Regions from separate parts of the Gossypium hirsutum genome. Here region 1 is linked to region 2. Evidence: chromatin contacts called from public Hi-C data. All regions are on one chromosome and are shown on one strand. The core of a region is the stretch at or near the end of the contact, and the rest is flanking DNA. Distances in the headings are between cores, read along the strand shown. Region 1 holds the start of LOC107952705 (Golgi SNAP receptor complex member 1-2). Region 2 holds the start of LOC107952895 (transketolase, chloroplastic).

Region 1 (5,891 bases), core at 2,202-4,701, 210 kb before region 2:
AGTTTATTCTATGCTACATTAATCTTATCAATTAAAAAAGGAGTTAACATACCCAAGTTACCTGTAGACACAGCTAGAGAAGATAAAATAGAAAGATGTGTGAGCAAAGACGGATGATTGTGCACGAGAAAGATGTAAAATAAAATTTTATCAGCATATCTATTTGCAACCAATTTTGAACTTCAATGGAATTCACCTTCCCCACTTGTACTCCAACTCTAAATCTTTCTCTTTTGGGTAAATTAGAACTTAGTGCAGACCATACTTTCGCTTATACTAAAAGTACAATGATGCAAACATGGCCCCAAAGCTAGTATGAAGTATGACATGTGAACACCCATCAATCCACAACTATGAATAACCCATATAAGCAGATAACAGCACCAGAATCAACTTTCATGAGACACAAGTCACCTGTGTAGTACAAGTGTTTGAATTCCAAAACCTAGATCCTTCAAATTGTGATAAAGCAACCAAAGACATGTTTAGCAATGATGAGCAAGAGGTAAAGAGGTATACATCATTAAGCAACCAAAACCAAACTGATGGAACGTCACATCTAAGCAATAGAAATGATTGTCCTAGACAAATTTGTAAATGGGGCTTTGTGATTAGGGCTTTTCTTTTTGCACTTCCCTTGTATTTATTTGTAAGGGCTTGATTCTGGATTCATGTATCTCATATAAAAAGTGGTTTTTGTCAAAGCTTTGAGCTAACTTTTGGTAATGTACATTTGGATTTTGAGACTAGTTCATGGAGACTTGACAATGGTGGTTTCAACCATTTGGCTTCTACATGCTAGACAGTAGCTTTAGGTTTCTGACCAACAGGTTCACCTGTTTCTTCAGTTTATAATGCGTAATTGTGTCGCACACCTAATCCAAAACCAATTAAACTATACCAGGATAAAACACATTAAGGTAAAACACAGAAGGGGAAAGTTCTTTCAACAAAGAATGCACCACAATAAACATTGATAAAAGAATGTTTAAATCTTACATGAGCTATGCTTCCATGGATGGCAGCTCGCTCTCTGAGTAATTGCATTCTCGGTGACATACTCCCAGATGCCTGCATTATGGCAAATAGGTAACTTTGGGAAACAACATGATATTAGCAATGGCACTGAAAAAATTAAGAGTTGAAATCATATGACTACCTTATACTCATTAATATCATCTCTGACAGAACTCAGAAGCTCCGCGTGTTCCCTCATTGAATTTATGTTTCCTTTGATTCTTCTAAACTCCTAACAAAGATATATCATTGCTTCAAAAAGATAGAAAACTAATCAACTAGTCCAAATAATAAACAGCCAAAAGCAGCAATAACTAGGGGCAATTCAATGGAACATGGATGCCATAATTTATAGAGCAATGAACCAAAGTGCAATAAAGACAATTGACAGTCCAAAAAGCAGATGAGTGAACACATTTGGAGCCTAGTTCGATCTATAATTGATGACAATGAAAGTGTAGTGGAGAATAATTCCATGGATCATGGGAACATAAATTTATAGTGAAATGAGCCAGGGTAGCAAATAAAGAACTTACAGCAACCCCAGGTTTGGATCATACAGAAATGTAAATCTGTTGGGGAGAAATATATGATTTTTCAAAAATTGAGAATGAATTAGAGATTAGGTCAGTCTGTTAAGCTACCACCAACAGCCACTCTTCTTCCACTTCTCTCATGGTTCAAGAAAAGAGGAGATTAGGGCACTTGCAACTGTAAACTTGAACATAAAGGAAAATCACATGCTACCCCTGCAGAAACTTTTCATGTAAATGGGAAGGATTTTATACATCCCCAATTGTCTATGGAAATTACTTTTCCCAAGTACACAAGTAGAGAACAGAGCAAATACACAACAAAAGATATAATGTAAAAAGTTCAAATTCTAAAACTGCTAGGGAACTATATGAAGTTGCCGGAACGAGTCCATCAATTATCAACAAAAAAAAAAACCATGGACCAAAAATCTTTTGAGAACTTGACTCATATAGCATTTTGCAAAAATGAAAAGCAACAATAAAACAATAGTATAATTATACTCATGTTGCCATAAACAAATTTACACAGAATGCTAACTTGCTGCTTGTACTGTATTTCTTATCCCACTGAACTGATTGTCAGGCATGTAACAATCATGAACCATGAACTAATTACAATTAATAAATAGAATAACTGAATTATATTTTATTTCAAATAGAGGTACAGATATCCCAGTAAGAATTGCCAAAACAACCAATCAAACATGTTTATAAGCATGCCTTGATGGTGTCATGATTTGGTATATTATCAGTTTGAACCATGGCTCACAAACATAATGGTGACAATGACTTAGAGGTTGGAAGAGAGTTTTTCCAATTGCAGTGGTAAAAGAATACAAAAACAACAGCAATAATTAGAAGTTGCAAGACTATACACTACACATAATTTAATATCTAGCAGTGATGTAGGACAAAATATCAGGAAATGTTAATATTTCATTGAAGCTTATAGCACCCGGTAATTAAACATGGAAACCTGAGTTCTAATAACAAGTCTAGATAAAAATTACAGAGTAGACAACAAATAAACCTGAGTAAACTCATGTAGTATGTCTCTATGCCTTGCAAGCTTCTGGGTTACTGAAGTAGTTGAAGCAGCAGACGCAGCACATCTGCTCATGGCATCATTTATGTCCAGCAGTTTCTCGAGCAATGACTGAATTTCCATTTCCATAGACTTCCATGATCTACTTGACCCAACGGTTGGCGACCCAGTATCTAGATAAGCTCAATGTGAATACATATATCATCACAAAGGGGAAAAATGAATCTAACCAGATTTCAAAGGCGATTTAAATACAAGGAATAAAATATATGCTCTTTGGTATTAAAGATCCAATCTATTCAGCCATTGGAGTTTGTTCAGTTTTTTTAACAGATTTATTCATAATTACTGTAATCTACCAAAAGAAAATCAAAATGCAACCATATAACACAAAACAAGAAGCATTTGGAACAAAAATCTAGAGATAATAAAATGAAAAAGGAAGCAGTAAAAGAGCAAACCTCCTTGGGTGAACCTAGCACCGAGCTTAGCATAAGAAGAGAGTTTGACATCGAGATCACCCTCGATCTTTCGAGCCTCTCTCCTGAGTTCCTCCCAACCCGATTCTTGCAGATCCAGATTTGGATCCGTCATTTAGATCTTGGTGTTTGAAATTCGGATCCCTGGCTCTAGTTTCGTTTCTTATGTGGATCCAACGATGGAGATTGGTTGAGTTATTTCAGGTTAGTAACCCTCATCCAATTACAGAATTCAAAAATGCTGCTGAGTGTTGGAAGCTTACTTGCTTTCTTTATTTTCGATGATCGTTCAATTTTGATTTTCTGTTTCTCAGAGTTTCGATGATCCTCTCTTCTCTGGTTATTCGTGGTTTATTATTTTGCATCTGGACCCTTGAACCTAAGCATGGGCCCAAAAGAGAATCAAACTATGGTTCCATTCTACCAAAATAAACTCTCTTGAAGGCCCAATTACTCATCTATATCTATTAGTTTCTAATGTCAAATAAAATATTAAATATTAATTTTTTAAATTTATTAAATAATATATTTTATTTTATGAAATTAATATAAATTATATTATTCATTATGTTAGAAATGCGTGTGCAAACCACAAATTTGTATTTAAAAATAACATAAAATAAAGGAAGCACATGGCTTAAAAGTAATTACTAATAATTACACATTCAATATATATGATATTAAAATTTAAAAATAGATTTAATTGTTTATCATTGTGTTATTATTAATCTTGAGCCAGTGTTGAGTTAACTTGTGACACTAACTCAATTAAATACATTATTAAAATATACAATTGACAGAAGTAATAAAGTGTGCATAATTAAAATTAAAATGTACAAAGGTATTAAGATAAAGCTTTGGCTAAGTGGTAATTAAAAATTTTACTCATACAATTGACTTAGGTTCAAATCTCAATAAATGCATTATTTTAGTTTTTTTTTAAATGAAAAAGACTAAAGGACTCTCAAATAATATAACTTATTTTCATTATGTAAAAGTATTTACATAATTTAACAATTGAGTTGTCTCAGTTAAATGTGACACCAACTCAATAAAACACTTAAATAATAATATAGATTAATAGTTTCTGTAATTAAAATATTATAAAAAGAATCTCATATAAAACTCAATTATTAATCTTATAAATGGCAAAGAAAATCTCTCTCTATATATAGATAATTGCACCATTCATCTCAAACTATAACTTTATTTTAAATTAGTCCCTAAATTTTAAAAAACTCTAATTACATTTTGAACTATTAAAGTTATATCAATAAGGTTCTTCCATTTCTAAAACCATTAATTTAATCGTTAATGAGATGTCAAATCTTATGTGGCATAGTTTAAAATGAAAAGTTTAAAAAAAATGAATATTGTAAAAAGGGATGTCGTAAGAATATTGATTTTGAGGTTTTCGAAGCTTTTACAAAAGTTTTATCACCTGCTGTTTCTTTTTTCAATTTACTTTATTTTTAGTTTTTACTTTTAAAATTTATGTGGTAACATTTTTCTTTCTTTAAATTTTTCATTTTAAATTATGTCACGTAACATTTGACATGTAATTTAACTATTGAATTAATGGTTTCAATAATTAAAGGACATGATTGATATAATATCAATAGTTTAGGGATGTAATTACAATATTTTTAAGTTTAGGGGTCAATTTAGAATGAGGGTCATAGTTTGGGGATGTCTAGTGCACTTTTCTCTCTCTCTCTCTCTCTCTATATTATCAATATAATTGTATTTGTCATGCATGTAAATTTTTGAATCGATTTGATATATGTACCATATCGATCTAAAAGAGTACATAGATTAATATATTTTTAACGATTGAAAGTAAAAATATCTATGTTAACATATATATATAACGAATGAACAAGCCATTTGTTTCTTATTTTTTGTTTTGCTCAACGACGGTGCCAGCCTCCGGATTGGCTATCGCCCGCTATTTTTCCCCTCCCACCAATTCTTTCTTTCTTTATTTTTCTCGTTCACTCCACATGTATTCTCTCTTTTTCAGTTTGCAAATCTATTTTGTGTGTATCTTTATTGTCTTCACAAGTTATGATGGATAGATGACAATGCTTGTCGTTCGCTAAAACTCCACCGGCCACCAATAGTTTTTTTACAAAGTGGGTGGCTCTTCGTCAGTTTCTTAATTTGGTTCTGTTTTGAGAATATTTCAGAATAATAAATGATTTCACGAGTCGATTTAGACTTGTGTTGTCTTAAGTTTTATATGTTTTTTTTTGTTTGCTTTTCCATTATTTAATAAGTCTTCAGTTTTAGAAATTTTTGTCTGCTCTTATAGCACGATTTTTAGTCTTGCTTATGCATGTAATCTTAGTTTTACAAGTGATTTTTAGGATGGTTTTGTTGTTGTCCTCTATACTTTGGTAATACTCGATTCTTTTGTCGATTTTTGCTCACTGCTTTGGACCATTCGAGGCTGATTTCGTTATCGTGTTAAGTGCTTGCAATCACTCCAGATATGTCATGCTTGAGTTGTGGCAAAACCAATTGTCAATGTGTCAAAATGTTCTATGTTGATAGAGTTTGTTATTCCTCATCTACGACGAGTGTTTGTTATTTTTTTCCTTAAATTGTATGATTCCATTCATTGAATGAATTAATAAATTTACCTTTCAATATACATATATCGCGAATTAAAGTTTATATATATACACTAAATTGTGGCGCACTCATGACATGTGTGAAAAAGGTACATAAAAATATATAAAATTCAAATGAGGCTCTAGTTAGAGCTATAAATTTTAGTTTTTAAGTTCAATTCTTGCTATGTATAAGCAT
Region 2 (5,645 bases), core at 462-2,961:
GTTAAGTTAGTAAATTAAGTATAGGTCCATTTGTGACCCTCCGTACTCGGATCCGACAAATGGGTTGGGTTGGGGTGTTACAGAGGCAAAGGTATAAAAAACTTACACTCGAAACTTAGGATAGGTGTTTAGGCTAACCTAAGCTTCGGATTAACTCAATGAATCATGCGAACAAGCAATGGCTCCAAAACACTTACTGAATCAACTTTCATTTGCTCGTCGAAAGCTTAAACAAGCTTCGCCTTACTCGTAGAGGGCTCTGTTGGATTTGAAACTTTACAAACACATTAAACATAACACAATATGATCATTAACAACCACAAACACATCAAAAACTTAACAAAAATGCAGGTCCAGACTACCTTCTCATAAGCCGAAAATTTAACTAAATTTATTGAAATCTTAGATATCTTGATCAATACTTGTTCCCATTGCTTAAACCTGATTCTAATAATCTTCATAATCATTTTAGAATAGATCCTAACCACTTAGAACACTTAAAATCTCAGATTAAGTTTTCTGGAAAATCATCACATATGAACATTTAAGAGGGAAAACCATCAAATCTTTAAAATCTCGTAACGATTTGCTAAAATAAGATTATAAATCTCTTAATCATATCAAAATAAGATGGAAATCATTTAGAAATTAAAGTTTAGCTTGGAAATACTAATTTCACCATTTTAGATCTCAATTTCGACTTAAATCTTTAGATCCATAGAAATCTCATTTTAAATGATCAAATCTTGATTTGAAAAAGCAACATGCATGGAAGTATAGTCAAGAAACAGAATCTCACCTTGATTGGAAAAGAAAAATGAACTAGAAAAGAATGAGAGAATTGGTGAAGATTTTGAGAGTTTTCTCGAAAATTGAGAGGAAATTTTGTTTTTGGCAGAAGAGAAAATCAAGGAGGTTAGTTGTTTTGGAGAGAAAATGTGCAGATTTTTGTTTGGCAAATTTTTAAAATGGAGAGAATGACGGAAGAAAAAGGTGAGTTGGTTTTATAGTCATGGGAACAAAACTGATTTTCAAATCTTTGGTATAATTTTTTTTGGGCAACTCTTAAATTTGACATTTTTTACAAATTAACCCTCTTTTAATTAAATTTTTTTTTCTTAATTATTCTTAAATCCAAACTTATTTTTGAAAACTGTTTTAAGGAAAAATTATTTCTGATCACTTAATCCCAAATTACCGAACCTAATCTTAGACCACAATTTTTGAAATTAGTTTTGAGATCCAATTTGGACACCTGGTCCACTAACCTGAATCTACTAGATCGAATGTGACAAATTTTGCTCATGCTATTCGACACTTACAACCAAACTCGACATTTGTAATATCAAGATACCCTAAAAATATATTTAAGAATAACTTTTGGAAAAAAACCTATATGGATAAATGACAAAAAAAATCACAATATCAAAGTTAAAAAATAATAACCTTATAGATAATGTTATTTGAATCAGACCGAACCAATCGGTTTGAAAAATGATTTTGAACCAATTAGATTAGGAATTAATACGAACCAGTTGAATCGATTAAAAATCCGATGGATTTGAATCGGTTAAACTGACGATTGAACCAAAATTTTTAATCTTTTTAATAATATTTTAATCAGACAAATAAATTAGTGGCTTGACTAGTTCGACCATCGATCCGGTTAAAAAAACATTACTTATAGATATATTGTTATTGTTTATATTTGTACCTTTGCATTTATGGAATTTCTACAACATACAGAGCTGTTTTAGATGAAGTTCCCGTCTGTGTTTACTTGGCATGCGTAACTGCACATGTGGATTTGATTGCATGAATAATGCAGCAAGGAGTGCAAAATTTTCCATCAGTGGCCTAAAGTTTAAGAATTTATTTCTCCAGAATATCTTTTAGTAAAAAAAGAAAAAAGAATGAAAGGCAGAGAGAGCGATCTGAAATCGTTACCCACAAGCAATGGTGGAGATATAAGGGATGTTGGAATCTAACGGTCAGCTCACACTATTTGTCCCTTTGTGTAGACGAGAAGATCAAAGAGAGTTGGTGGCTATTATACTTTGCCTAACTCTACATTTATCAAACAAAGAGGGGTCCCTTCACTATCCTCACCCTCTCAATCAACAATGGCCTCTACTTCATCTGTCAACCTATCTCAAGCCCTCCTCTCTCGCGCTATCTCTTCCCATGCCTCCGCCCAATCCTCCGACCACCGCCCCTCCCTCTCCACTCTCTCTTTTCCCGGTTTCTCTGGCCTCAAATCTTCTATCCCTCGCGCTTCCTCTTCCCGTCGACGCCTTCCCTCCCGCTCCAACCACAAGCGCCAGGTCCGTGCTGCTGCCGTCGAAACAATTGGCACCGCCGCCGAGACTTCCTTGGTCGAGAAATCCGTCAACACCATCAGATTCTTGTCTATTGATGCGGTCGAGAAGGCGAATTCAGGTCATCCTGGGTTGCCCATGGGCTGTGCTCCCATGGGTCACATTTTGTACGATGAAGTCATGAGGTATAACCCCAAGAACCCTTACTGGTTCAACCGTGACCGTTTCATTCTGTCCGCTGGTCATGGTTGTATGTTGCAGTATGCTCTGCTTCACCTCGCTGGTTACGACAGTGTCCTGGCAAGCTTCTTTCATATTCTCTCTTTCCTTTTAAGTAATTTCTATTTTGAGAGCTTTGGTTTTTTGGGAAATGATCAAAATTCATAATCATGGATTATCCTTTAGGAAGAAGATTTGAAGAGTTTCCGTCAGTGGGGAAGCAGAACCCCTGGACATCCCGAGAACTTTGAAACACCAGGAGTTGAAGTCACAACTGGTTAGTAAGACTCCTCTGCTGAAGTGATCGTAATTTTTTTGATAATATCATACTAAACATAAAGCAAATATATGTATTTAAATGTGGCTTTTTTTTTCCCCAGGGCCTCTTGGTCAGGGTATTGCAAATGCTGTTGGATTGGCTCTTGCTGAGAAACACTTGGCTGCTAGATTCAACAAGCCAGACAATGAGATTGTTGATCACTACACGTATGATGATTACTTTCTAGGTCCCTCTTTTCTTTCGTCTGCATGCTTGATCCGTACTGATGTATTAGCCTTTGTTTTCCTAGATATGTTATCTTGGGAGATGGTTGTCAAATGGAGGGTATTTCAAATGAAGCTTGTTCACTTGCTGGACACTGGGGACTTGGAAAGCTTATAGCTTTCTATGATGACAACCACATTTCGATTGATGGTGACACTGAAATTGCGTTTACTGAGAATGTTGAAACACGTTTTGAGGGGCTAGGGTGGCATGTTATCTGGGTCAAGAATGGAAACACTGGCTATGATGAAATTCGCGCTGCAATCAAGGAAGCAAAGGCTGTCAAAGACAAGCCCACTCTGATCAAGGTCAGATGTTTCCAACAGGCTTACATTCCTATATCCTATTTGGAACTAATGTGCTTGCATTGTTCATTTTTTTGAATCTTATCTAGAATAATTTGAAGTTCCATATTTCTTAGGTAAACTGACTTCTCTACTAAACCTTTCGTTGAAAAGGCCTGCATCATATTAGAATGCCTTAATTGAAAACTGAAAAAGCTTGCATCTCTCTACTTAATTACTTATTCAACCTTATTATCTCTCTACTGTGTGGTTCAAACTGTCATGTTTATTAAATTCCTTTTTTTCCTTTCAGGTGACAACCACCATTGGTTATGGGTCTCCTAACAAGGCAAACTCATATAGTGTACATGGGAGTGCACTGGGTGCCAAGGAAGTTGATGCTACTAGGAAAAACCTTGGATGGCCATATGAGCCTTTCCATGTACCAGAAGATGTTAAAGCGTAAGGAGATCTCTTGGGGTTTCTGTATATGCATCTGATTATGCTTTTTGGTTTAGTGTTCAAAACTTTCTTTCCATTTTCTGCAGTCACTGGAGTTGCCATACCCCTCAGGGTGCTGCTCTTGAAGGTGAATGGAATGCCAAGTTCGCTGAATATGAGCAGAAGTATAAAGAGGAAGCTGCTGAGCTCAAGGCAATCATCACTGGTGAACTACCAGCTGGTTGGGAGAAGGCACTTCCAGTGAGCAACCTTTATTGTCCTTGCTAAATATGTTTTGACACCTTAATTCTTAGTTGTTCTCTTTCATGGGACTAATACAGTCTGATTAAAGTGGAATGTAAGTCTATATTTTGAGCCCTGTTTTTTGTGCACTTTCCAGACATACACTCCAGAGAGCCCAGCTGATGCTACCAGAAATCTCTCTCAACAAAATCTCAATGCCCTTGTAAAAGTACTCCCTGGCCTTCTTGGTGGAAGTGCTGACCTTGCTTCTTCCAACATGACCTTGCTCAAAATGTATGGTGATTTCCAGAAGGACACCCCTGAGGAGCGCAATGTTAGGTTTGGTGTTAGGGAACATGGAATGGGAGCCATCTGCAATGGCATTGCCCTTCACAGCCCGGGCTTCATTCCGTACTGTGCTACATTCTTTGTCTTCACTGACTACATGAGAGCTGCCATTAGGATTTCTGCCTTGTGTGAAGCAGGAGTTATCTATGTTATGACCCATGATTCCATTGGTCTTGGGGAAGATGGACCAACCCACCAGCCAATTGAACACTTGGCAAGCTTCCGTGCAATGCCTAATGTTTTGATGCTTCGTCCAGCTGATGGAAATGAAACAGCTGGTGCATATAAGGTTGCTGTTCTGAACAGGAAGAGACCTTCTATTCTTGCCCTCTCTAGGCAAAAGCTGCCCCAACTTCCTGGAACTTCCATTGAGGGAGTTGAAAAAGGTGGCTACATTATTTCAGACAATTCTTCTGGCAACAATCCCAATGTAATTCTGATTGGAACTGGTTCTGAGTTGGAGATTGCCGCTAAAGCTGCCGATGAACTAAGGAAGGAAGGCAAGACCGTTAGGGTTGTCTCCTTTGTTTCTTGGGAGCTCTTTGATGAGCAATCAGATGCCTACAAGGAAAGCGTTTTACCATCTGCTGTATCAGCTAGGGTGAGTATTGAGGCTGGATCAACATTTGGGTGGGCGAAGATTGTTGGATCCAAGGGGAAGGCTATTGGAATTGACCGGTTCGGGGCAAGTGCACCAGCAGGCAAAATATACAAGGAGTTTGGCTTGACTCCCGAGGCTGTTGTTGCAGCAGCAAAAGAACTTTGCTAAGCTTGCTTAGAAGTGTCGGGAGAAATTTGTGGTTCTGGGTTGGAGGTTACACTGAAGAGAGACCATTCCATTTGTGACAGTCTCGTTTGTTTTTAATAAGAATCAGAATCCACTTATATTTTATGTTGCCTGTGATTCATCAAAAAGCAAAACATAGAGAGAAAGGGAGGGTAGAGTTTGTGTATGATCATCAATTTGTAATTTACTCTCGGACTTTTTCCCAGAGTTTTGCGATACTTGTTGCTTCAAGTTAGCTTGCCCTTTTTTTTTTCTTATGTTTTGAAACAGAGTTGTCTACTAGTGTAATCTAGCCATTATTTTGATCAAATATGCTTGGCCTAAGATGTAAGACCAGTTTGTATAATGTTGGTTTTCCAAATAACCAGCTTGATTCTGCATAAATGCATTACTTCTATCCTTTGTTTGAAATTGGTGGTTAGAATCCAGCCAGGAGAAGATTTCATTTCATTAAACTGGAT

What was found. A called contact is a pair of places that touch in the nucleus more often than the background predicts.
Region 1: a contact with region 2 is called in a Hi-C map of leaf, with 4 times the contacts expected there. The contact joins the promoter of LOC107952705 here to the promoter of LOC107952895 in region 2. A contact is called at or near these places in 17 of 34 Hi-C or Micro-C datasets (anther, callus, cotyledon and 5 more).

The regions. Positions count from the first base shown.
Region 1 is chrA07:35,581,533-35,587,423 of Gossypium_hirsutum_v2.1, reverse strand. LOC107952705 (Golgi SNAP receptor complex member 1-2) reads right to left here and starts at 3,451. Exons shown (of 6, transcript XM_016887861.2): 1 at 3,060-3,451; 2 at 2,584-2,771; 3 at 1,160-1,249; 4 at 1,000-1,071. The coding sequence starts at 3,192.
Region 2 is chrA07:35,372,102-35,377,746 of Gossypium_hirsutum_v2.1, reverse strand. It overlaps LOC107952895 (transketolase, chloroplastic), which reads left to right and starts at 1,711. Exons shown (of 7, transcript XM_016888097.2): 1 at 1,711-2,618; 2 at 2,724-2,814; 3 at 2,918-3,023; 4 at 3,107-3,389; 5 at 3,679-3,827; 6 at 3,914-4,067; 7 at 4,207-5,415. The coding sequence starts at 2,124. The coding sequence ends at 5,166.